Regions from separate parts of the Zea mays genome. Here region 1 is linked to region 2. The links are chromatin contacts, called in public Hi-C maps. All regions are on one chromosome and are shown on one strand. Each heading gives the region's core, a stretch centred on a gene start, on an enhancer-like site or on the middle of the called end of the contact. The rest is flanking DNA. Distances are from core to core; before and after follow the strand shown.

Evidence for each region. Hi-C and Micro-C count contacts between places; a contact is called where the count stands out from the background.
Region 1: a contact with region 2 is called in a Hi-C map of leaf, with 6 times the contacts expected there. The contact joins the promoter of LOC100383837 here to the promoter of LOC103630457 in region 2. A contact is called at or near these places in 6 of 25 Hi-C or Micro-C datasets (ear, endosperm, leaf and 1 more).

What each region holds. Positions count from the first base shown.
Region 1 is chr1:1,481,780-1,485,477 of Zm-B73-REFERENCE-NAM-5.0, reverse strand. It overlaps LOC100383837, which reads right to left and starts at 2,249. Exons shown (of 51, transcript NM_001362461.1): 1 at 2,038-2,249; 2 at 1,015-1,321; 3 at 706-931; 4 at 272-611; 5 at 74-187; 6 at 1-2. The coding sequence starts at 2,136.
Region 2 is chr1:1,220,753-1,224,648 of Zm-B73-REFERENCE-NAM-5.0, reverse strand. LOC103630457 (quinone oxidoreductase) reads left to right here and starts at 2,356. Exons shown (of 4, transcript XM_008651512.2): 1 at 2,356-2,804; 2 at 2,902-3,128. The coding sequence starts at 2,480. LOC100279889 reads left to right here. Exons shown (of 4, transcript NM_001152841.1): 2 at 244-387; 3 at 492-608; 4 at 1,393-2,394. The coding sequence ends at 2,001.

The sequences.
Region 1 (3,698 bases), core at 1,000-3,499, 260 kb before region 2:
TCCTGTATAATCCAATTAATTTATTAAGCAGCTAGTTGATTTTCCAAGAATAGAAATGTTTATATATACATACCTTGCAAGCACGCGTGTATATAGACATCAATAGGTAAAAGCCTGTTTCATCAGGTATATTGAAACCCTCGTGATCAAGATATTCCATTACACGCACCCAGTTTGTACTTGGGGCCTGCGTGTTAAAGAGAGATAGAGCGTAAGGGTGCAAGATAAAAAAAAGAACATCCAATAAAAAAGCAAGAAGTCAATAGCTTACGAGTTCATTGATTGAATCCACAAGAACATCTGCGTTCCATTTAGTCAGCTGAGATGAGTCGTTCGTGTGGCTATTAAGAATAGCAGATACAAATGTTGCATATCTGTTATGGGCATCTCCAAGACCACTATGAGTGCCAACAACAGCCCCAAGCAACTTAGATATGGCGACATCATCAAGAGGCTCAACAATGGAAAGTATTTCCTTACAGCGAGTGTTGTCAACAGTACATCCATAACCCAACTCAGCTACAATGTCAGCCATGCTTATTTCTTTCCCGATTTCAGACAGAAGTGACTCAAAATCATCATTTGTGCTACCCAAGTACATATCCAAATGTCTACATGGCACAAAAAAAGAGGGGGAGCATTTGTGAATAAATAGGAATGAAGAAGTACACATATTCAGAATTTGATTAGTCAGAAACTGAATACCTTGAAAGATTTGGTTGTCTATCAAAATCTCCATTAGTGACAGGTGCAAAAAACGGCCTCTCTGTGACTTTTAGTAGAGATACAACATTATTTAAAGTGTCCAGATGCTTCAACAGGCCATCATACTGATGCAGAAACACGACAATTTCATGAATTTGATCATTTGATACAGATTGGATAGGATTCATGCACAGCTCTTCAATTTGAGCAATTGAAAACCATTGCCCTGGAACAAGAGGCAATGTCAATGATCATCTGAAAATAAGAGAAGCGGATATGATATCACTAGACTCACAGAGAAATGTCTACCTTTCTGCTTTATCTCTGAGTTCTCAGAATCTGAGAGCGCAAGCCCAACACCAATTTTCTCGGCAACTGAGAGTTCCAGCAGATTTGACAGACTTTCAAGAAAATCATCCGTCAAGGCTATTGTTGTCAGCACCTCACAAAAACTGGTTGTGAAGCATGTCTTGCGCAAACAATATCTGAAAACATCAGATAAAAGCCTTTGTTGCAACTGCAACTGGAGGTTCTTGACCTCCCCAGCATTCAGCAACACTTGATTCAGACATACTCGGAGCACCAAAATGCATCCATCCAGGCCACTGTCAACTAACTGAAAAGGTGGGGAAAATAATTGGAATTAGAAAACATCGAGCAGACTCAGTATTCAGTAATTAGAACTAAGATATGATCGAAGCCAAAGAAGAAACTCATTTTATCAAGCAAGTAGGTAAACTGCTCTATTTTGCGAAACTACAGTAGGTGGTTCAACGAGAATTTGAACTAAAACTGCCAATGAAAAGTCACCACGAGCTCTGTGATTGAGGAAATGAAATAGATCAGCTAGTGAATGGAATGAGTTTTAGCTATTCATACAGAGTTTAAGCGCGGTCATAAGTCCAAAAACCCACTAGGTGGTTCAACGAGAATTTGAACTAAAACTGCCAATGAAAAAGTCACCACGAGCTCTGTGATTGAGGAAATGAAATAGATCAGCTAGTGAAGCGAATGAGCCTTAACTATTCATACAGAGTTTAAGCGCGGCCATAAGTCCCAAAAACCCACTTGTGTTAACCTAGGTCGCTAGCGCTGAACTTGTGGCCTGCAACTCTAACAAATCTAAACTCAGAATCGACAATCGTACCGTTAAACGCTACCATATCCTAAGCTAGGGAGGAATTGAACGCGCTCACAAGAATGCAGGCGACGCAGCATTGGCGAGAACGCACTAGAACCCGCGGATCCAGACTGGGAAGCTAAGAATCGAAGAGAGGGAGGGGGGCGTAACGCTGGCAGGAAGCGGGAGGGTCCAGCAGTACAGATGGGTACCTGGCAGATCTCGCGCCGAATGGAGTCGAAGTTGGAGTCCGTAGCGCATTCAAACAGGAGGCGCAGCTCCGCAGCGACATCGGCACTGACGGGGATCATCTCGCCGGCGGCGAGGGGCAGGGGCGGGGAGCGCTAGGGCAAGAGGGGTTTGGGGGTCGAGCGAGTTCTTGTGAGAGCGTAGCAACTCGCGGCAGATGGGAAGAGATTGGAAGTGTGCAAAGTGAGGGCCGGTAGTCGCTACATTTTATTACTGGTTTTGCTATTCATCAAATTTTAATAACAACGGATTCCTTTTTATGGATCCCTCCTAATTTGCGGTCATCAAATCAGTTGAGGGTGTGTATAAACTAGTTCGGTACTTGTGCGTTGCAACGGAGACATATAATATCTCGATAACTTATATATGCACATATATGTTATATAGTTATGAGATAAAGGATGACATATACGAGCTGTCTGAGATAACATCGAAGAGAAACTCGGGCATGTGATGCACGGGCACTCACCTAATGTATTATATAAGATAGGTCAGTGTACGTGCATTGCATCTAGAACATATAATATCTCGATAACTTATTTCTATATATAAAAGACGGATGCAAAACTCGCTCCCTAGAAGTCCACGTCGTCCTTCAATTTTGCAGCCATTCGATCACATCTCGACGGCCCCGCGCAGCCTCTCCAATCCCAGGAACCTTCTAGGTGCTCCCACCCCCAACGTCCCGGATAGCGGCTAGCGGTCGCGGTGGCAGCCTGCAACACTGGCGCCTCGTCCGTCGTGAAGCTTCCTCAATCCCTTGTGCCGCCGACGCAGCCCTCCCACTCCTCGTCCGTCGTGAAGCTTCCCCAATCCCTTGTGCCGCCGACGCAGCCCTCCCACTCTCTCCATTACGCGAAGCTTCCAGGAGCTTGAGCTCCTCCCCCGTCCTCCCCCTCCCCCGCTGGAAGCCGCCATGAAGCAGGTCGATGCACAGATGCTAAGGCTTGCGACCGTCTGCCCATGAAGGCCAAAACCGAGTGCGACACGTCTCCGATCCCCACCCTCGCCGGCGACGGCTCTACCTCCGTCAAGCGCGGCCACCGTAAGCTCCCCAAAGTACACCCCGTCGTGCCCAGCGAAACGGCGCAGCTTGATGCCACTGCGGGTACCGGTGCTCCCATTTCCCATTTCTATTCTGTATTGTATTATATAGTAATCCTATGGATTTTGTGATTGTTGCCTATCATCGCTTTGCTTTTCTGCTTTTTTTTTGCTTTTCCATATGTGTGTGTGTGTCCTTAGTAGAAGAGGTAGGACACGGGTTAATGTGTGCTGTCAAATTACTGTAGTTCTGTTTATCTTCCAGTTTACATTTGATGTTTTGGAGGCATAGGTTACGATTTTCATAACATGTGCAGAAATTATCTGTATTCTTCTAAATAGCATAGGTACTACATTTTTTTGTCGATACACTTTTGTGGCCTCCTTGATTCATGTGATCGTCTTCGATCAGACCATATGTCTGAAAAAACTACTAAAACAAGCAAATTCTTCCAGTTATTGAAGGTGGTAGTGAATCACAAATTATAGATGCTGCCACTGCTACCTCTCCTCTATGGCATTCAGTTACTGTTTTACATAAATCTTAAAATATGAAGCTCTCTTTATCTGGGTTAGACTA
Region 2 (3,896 bases), core at 1,107-3,606:
CCCACATGAGTAGGGTTTGGGAAGAGATAAACCAAGGCTTACCTTTCCCCCGGCAAATGCCGCGAGGCTGCTTTGAACCAGCGACTTGGTGACTCAGTGAGACAGCTCTCACTAGTGCACTAGGCCTGCCCTTTTAAACTAATGAATAGATGAATCAAACAGAAGATGTCATCTTTGTCTAATGACCTCCATAAACTACTGTAAGTCTGTAGTGCGTATTACATACTTGTTTGGGCTATCCAGGTGTTGGAGGTCTTGAGCTCTTCCCCGGAGCTATTAGGTCTTCTCCATAAAGTGGACGCTGCTTGCCACTCTAGGCTAGTGGCATCATCCCCAGCATCTGATCATGTGTTGAAGTATGTGCCATCAATCCGTGAACAGCTAAAGGTAGGGACTAGGGCATGCATTATTACTTGGTCATTTAAATGGTGCAAAAATGTTGAAAAACAGTGCAAGCCTAATTGTTTGCATGACATGCACATTTTTATCAGGACTGGGAGGATGGTTTGTCAGAAAGTGATGCAGATGGGTCATTGTTGCATGAGCATTGGAACTCTGATCTTAGGCTTTTCAGTTACGATGAGAATGGGGCTTATAATCTTCTTCAGGTATGTATTCACTCCCTCCTTTTTTGTTTTAGAGGGTTTGCAAATTTGGCCGTCTGTTCAGATTTAGTAGGTATACAAATTTATCAAAAGCACTAACGGACCACTATACCCCTCGTTGCTCTGCATGGGCATGCCATCCATTTAATCTTTGGAAGCGTTTTACTTGGGCATGCATGTATATTCATGCGGCTGCATGCAAGGACCAAAGCGACAAAGTAAAAGCTAGTAGTAGCATGCATGATTAAGGCTAAGCAAGGGAAATTGTCACTTTGGAACCTCCTTGGTCTCTAAGTCAAGGAAACGTATGCCCACCAAAACAGAATGGAGGGAGTAGTTGGCATCTCTCATCTGTTTCACAGGCTTGCTTCCAATCTTTGGTTTAGCTGATTGCAGTTTTTTAGGCCTGGGTTAATACACAATTAGTAAGGCTGAAATTTTGGTTTAGGTAAAACATATATTAGGAAGTGGTGAGTGAACCGTTTCAGAGTGCTGAGTGAGAACGGTATACATATGCTTTCTGAATGAAACAATCCATGGACCATCACGCTTTACCTTGTAATGGTTGATTTTCTAAGCTAATGTATTGTTGCATAAATCACTTGGCTAATGGCTATAGGGTAGCACCATCTGATATCTATTTATCATCACTTATGCATGTCAATGTGGAAAGTTGCCTTGTTTTCGTGTTTATATATGTATGATGACTGAATCTTGGATGCTTCTTGTGTGTGTGTGTGTTGTTTTGTGAGCTGAGTACTGATGTGCAACTTTGTTTTTTGTGAAGCTACTTTTGGTCCGAGCAGAGTCAGAGATACTGCGCCTTCCAGGTGAGACGCAACAAGCACTCCAGACGCTGGATTCTATCAAGTCACAGATGAAAACAGCCTTCCAAGGGCACATTGAAAGAATTAACGGGAATACGTCGTTGGAGGAATCACATAATCAACAGCATCAGGTGCGTGGGGAGGTATTCACACCTAAGCATCCCAGCTTGAGGAAGGGTTCTTGGGCTGATGTTAAATACAAAGGTGAGTGGATGAAAAGGCCAATCTCAGAGGCTGAAGTAGCCTGGCTTGCAAGGATTCTGATCCGGCTCTCTGACTGGTTGAATGACGCCCTGGGGCTTGAGTGTGCTGATGCTGAAGGTAGTCCTGCTGGCGCCACCTACATTCAGTTTGATGGGAACACGACGGTGGGCGGGCCAAGGGATGCTGCGAGAATGGCTCTCGGTGCTGTATGTTCATTCATGGTGCTAGTGGGGCAAGCGGTACTGAAGTTGATGAGGTCGCACAGGGTGAAGATCAGTCTGAGAGTGTTTGCTTCGAAGAAACTGCTCTCAGCCGCTGTTGTGCTGTATGCAGTGGTGGCCGTGACACGGAATGTATCGCGTTGAGAGTTTTGATTTGATAATGGGGTTATGCTGTATAAGCTAAGCTTGTAGAGGAAGTCGATCGATAGGAGGAAAAGAAAAGAAAAGTGTGTCGTTCTGCTGTTGTCCAGTAAGCTTGATGTAAATGCCTGCACTGGAATGGTTTTGGACTTAAAAACGCAATGGAGTAATTAGGACAGTTCTAACAGTATTAAAACAGCTGCTAGCTCCTCATGGAAGCGTTAAATGTATCGGTGGCCTTCGAAGTTCACTTAAAAGGTCAATACATTTTTAGGCTCTTATTTCTAAGCTTGTAAAAATGGTGCATTGTTATGGATAACAAACTTAAGGACCTAGAAACAATGTAACTCAGAATTCATGCATTTAACTCAGAATGTTTGATTCTGCGTGGACAAAACAGTCCGATTGCATTCCCAAGCTCTTAAACGATTAGTACTAGTATATAGTAGTTAGAAGAAAGAGGAATCACTATTGATAACAGATGTCGGCATTCTCCTCGCTCCTGCTGCCATCGTTTTTCCTTTTTCCTGGACAGCCACTGCAACTCCTCCCAAATCCTCCCACCCGGTTTAGCCGGCTCCGCTGCCACCGCCGCGACTCCACCTCTGTCGCCACCATGGTCAAGTCCAAGGCCATCAGGGTCCACGAGCTGGGCGGCCCCGAGGTGCTGCGGTGGGAGGAGGTGGAGGTCGGGGAGCCCGGTGAAGGGGAGATCCGCATCAGGACCACCGCCGTCGGCGTCAACTTCATCGACATCTACTTTCGGAAGGGGGTCTACGCCGCGCCCACCATGCCCTTCACCCCAGGTATTACCCTAGCTCTAGCCAGGGAGGGGAGAACACATCTTCTACATCTGATGATGATGATGATGATGATGATCTCGTCGCAATTCCGGTCCCGCAGGAATGGAAGCCGTTGGCGTCGTCACCGCTGTTGGGCCTGGCCTCACTGGCAGGAAGGTGGGCGATGTTGTTGCATATGCCGGCAACCCCATGGGCTCCTATGCTCAGGAGCAGATCCTTCCAGCGGCTGTCGCTGTTCCTGTTCCACCTTCCGTTGATCATAAGCAAGCAGCTTCTGTGATGCTCAAGGGCATGACCGCCCATGTTCTGCTTCGCCGGGTATTCAAGGTACAAACAAACCCTAAACCCTAACCACTACTTAATTGATTGATTTTTAGCCCTCCTCTTACAGTATCCACTCAGTCTGGGATCTCAGCCCTTGGCTAACTGAATGTGATTCTGACGACCCCTTCTTATTACTTTGCGCGAGCGTTCTGACAATTGTTTATTTGAACAATCAATTGGATATGTAAACAGTAAGCAAAAATGACATTGTATATTTATATAAGTAATATATAGGTCTATTTATATACATGGAAGCAGATACATAGTATGAAATTTGTGTTTAGGAATTTGCAAAGTTTTTTAGATAGATTCAGTGGATGTGGACCTGTGGTGAATGTAACGTTTTGACTTGATGTGTTGTACTTATTTATTTTGCAACAAAAAATATCTTTTCGTGTAAGTACTTACTTAGTAAAAAGAAAATATTGTCGTGTAGGTTGAACAAATAGATGATGGGGCCTCTAATCTGGCCCAGGGCGAAAGGGCCTCTAGCCTAGTGGTTAAGGACTTCCAAGTAGCACCTCCAAGTCCTGGGTTCGATTCCCCTCGGGAGCGAATTTTCAGGCTTGGTTAAAAAAATCCCCTCGTTGTGCCCCATCTGCTCTTGGGTTACAATGTCCTGTGCGCCACTCTCCGGTTGGGCCGTTGCAGAGTGGACAGTTGACGCCGGTCCGTTAGTGATGGGGGGCCAGGGTTCGGGGATTTTCTTGGCCGGGACCATTGTTTCGGTCTCTTCTTTAATATAATACCGGGAGGGCGGTCTTTCCCTCC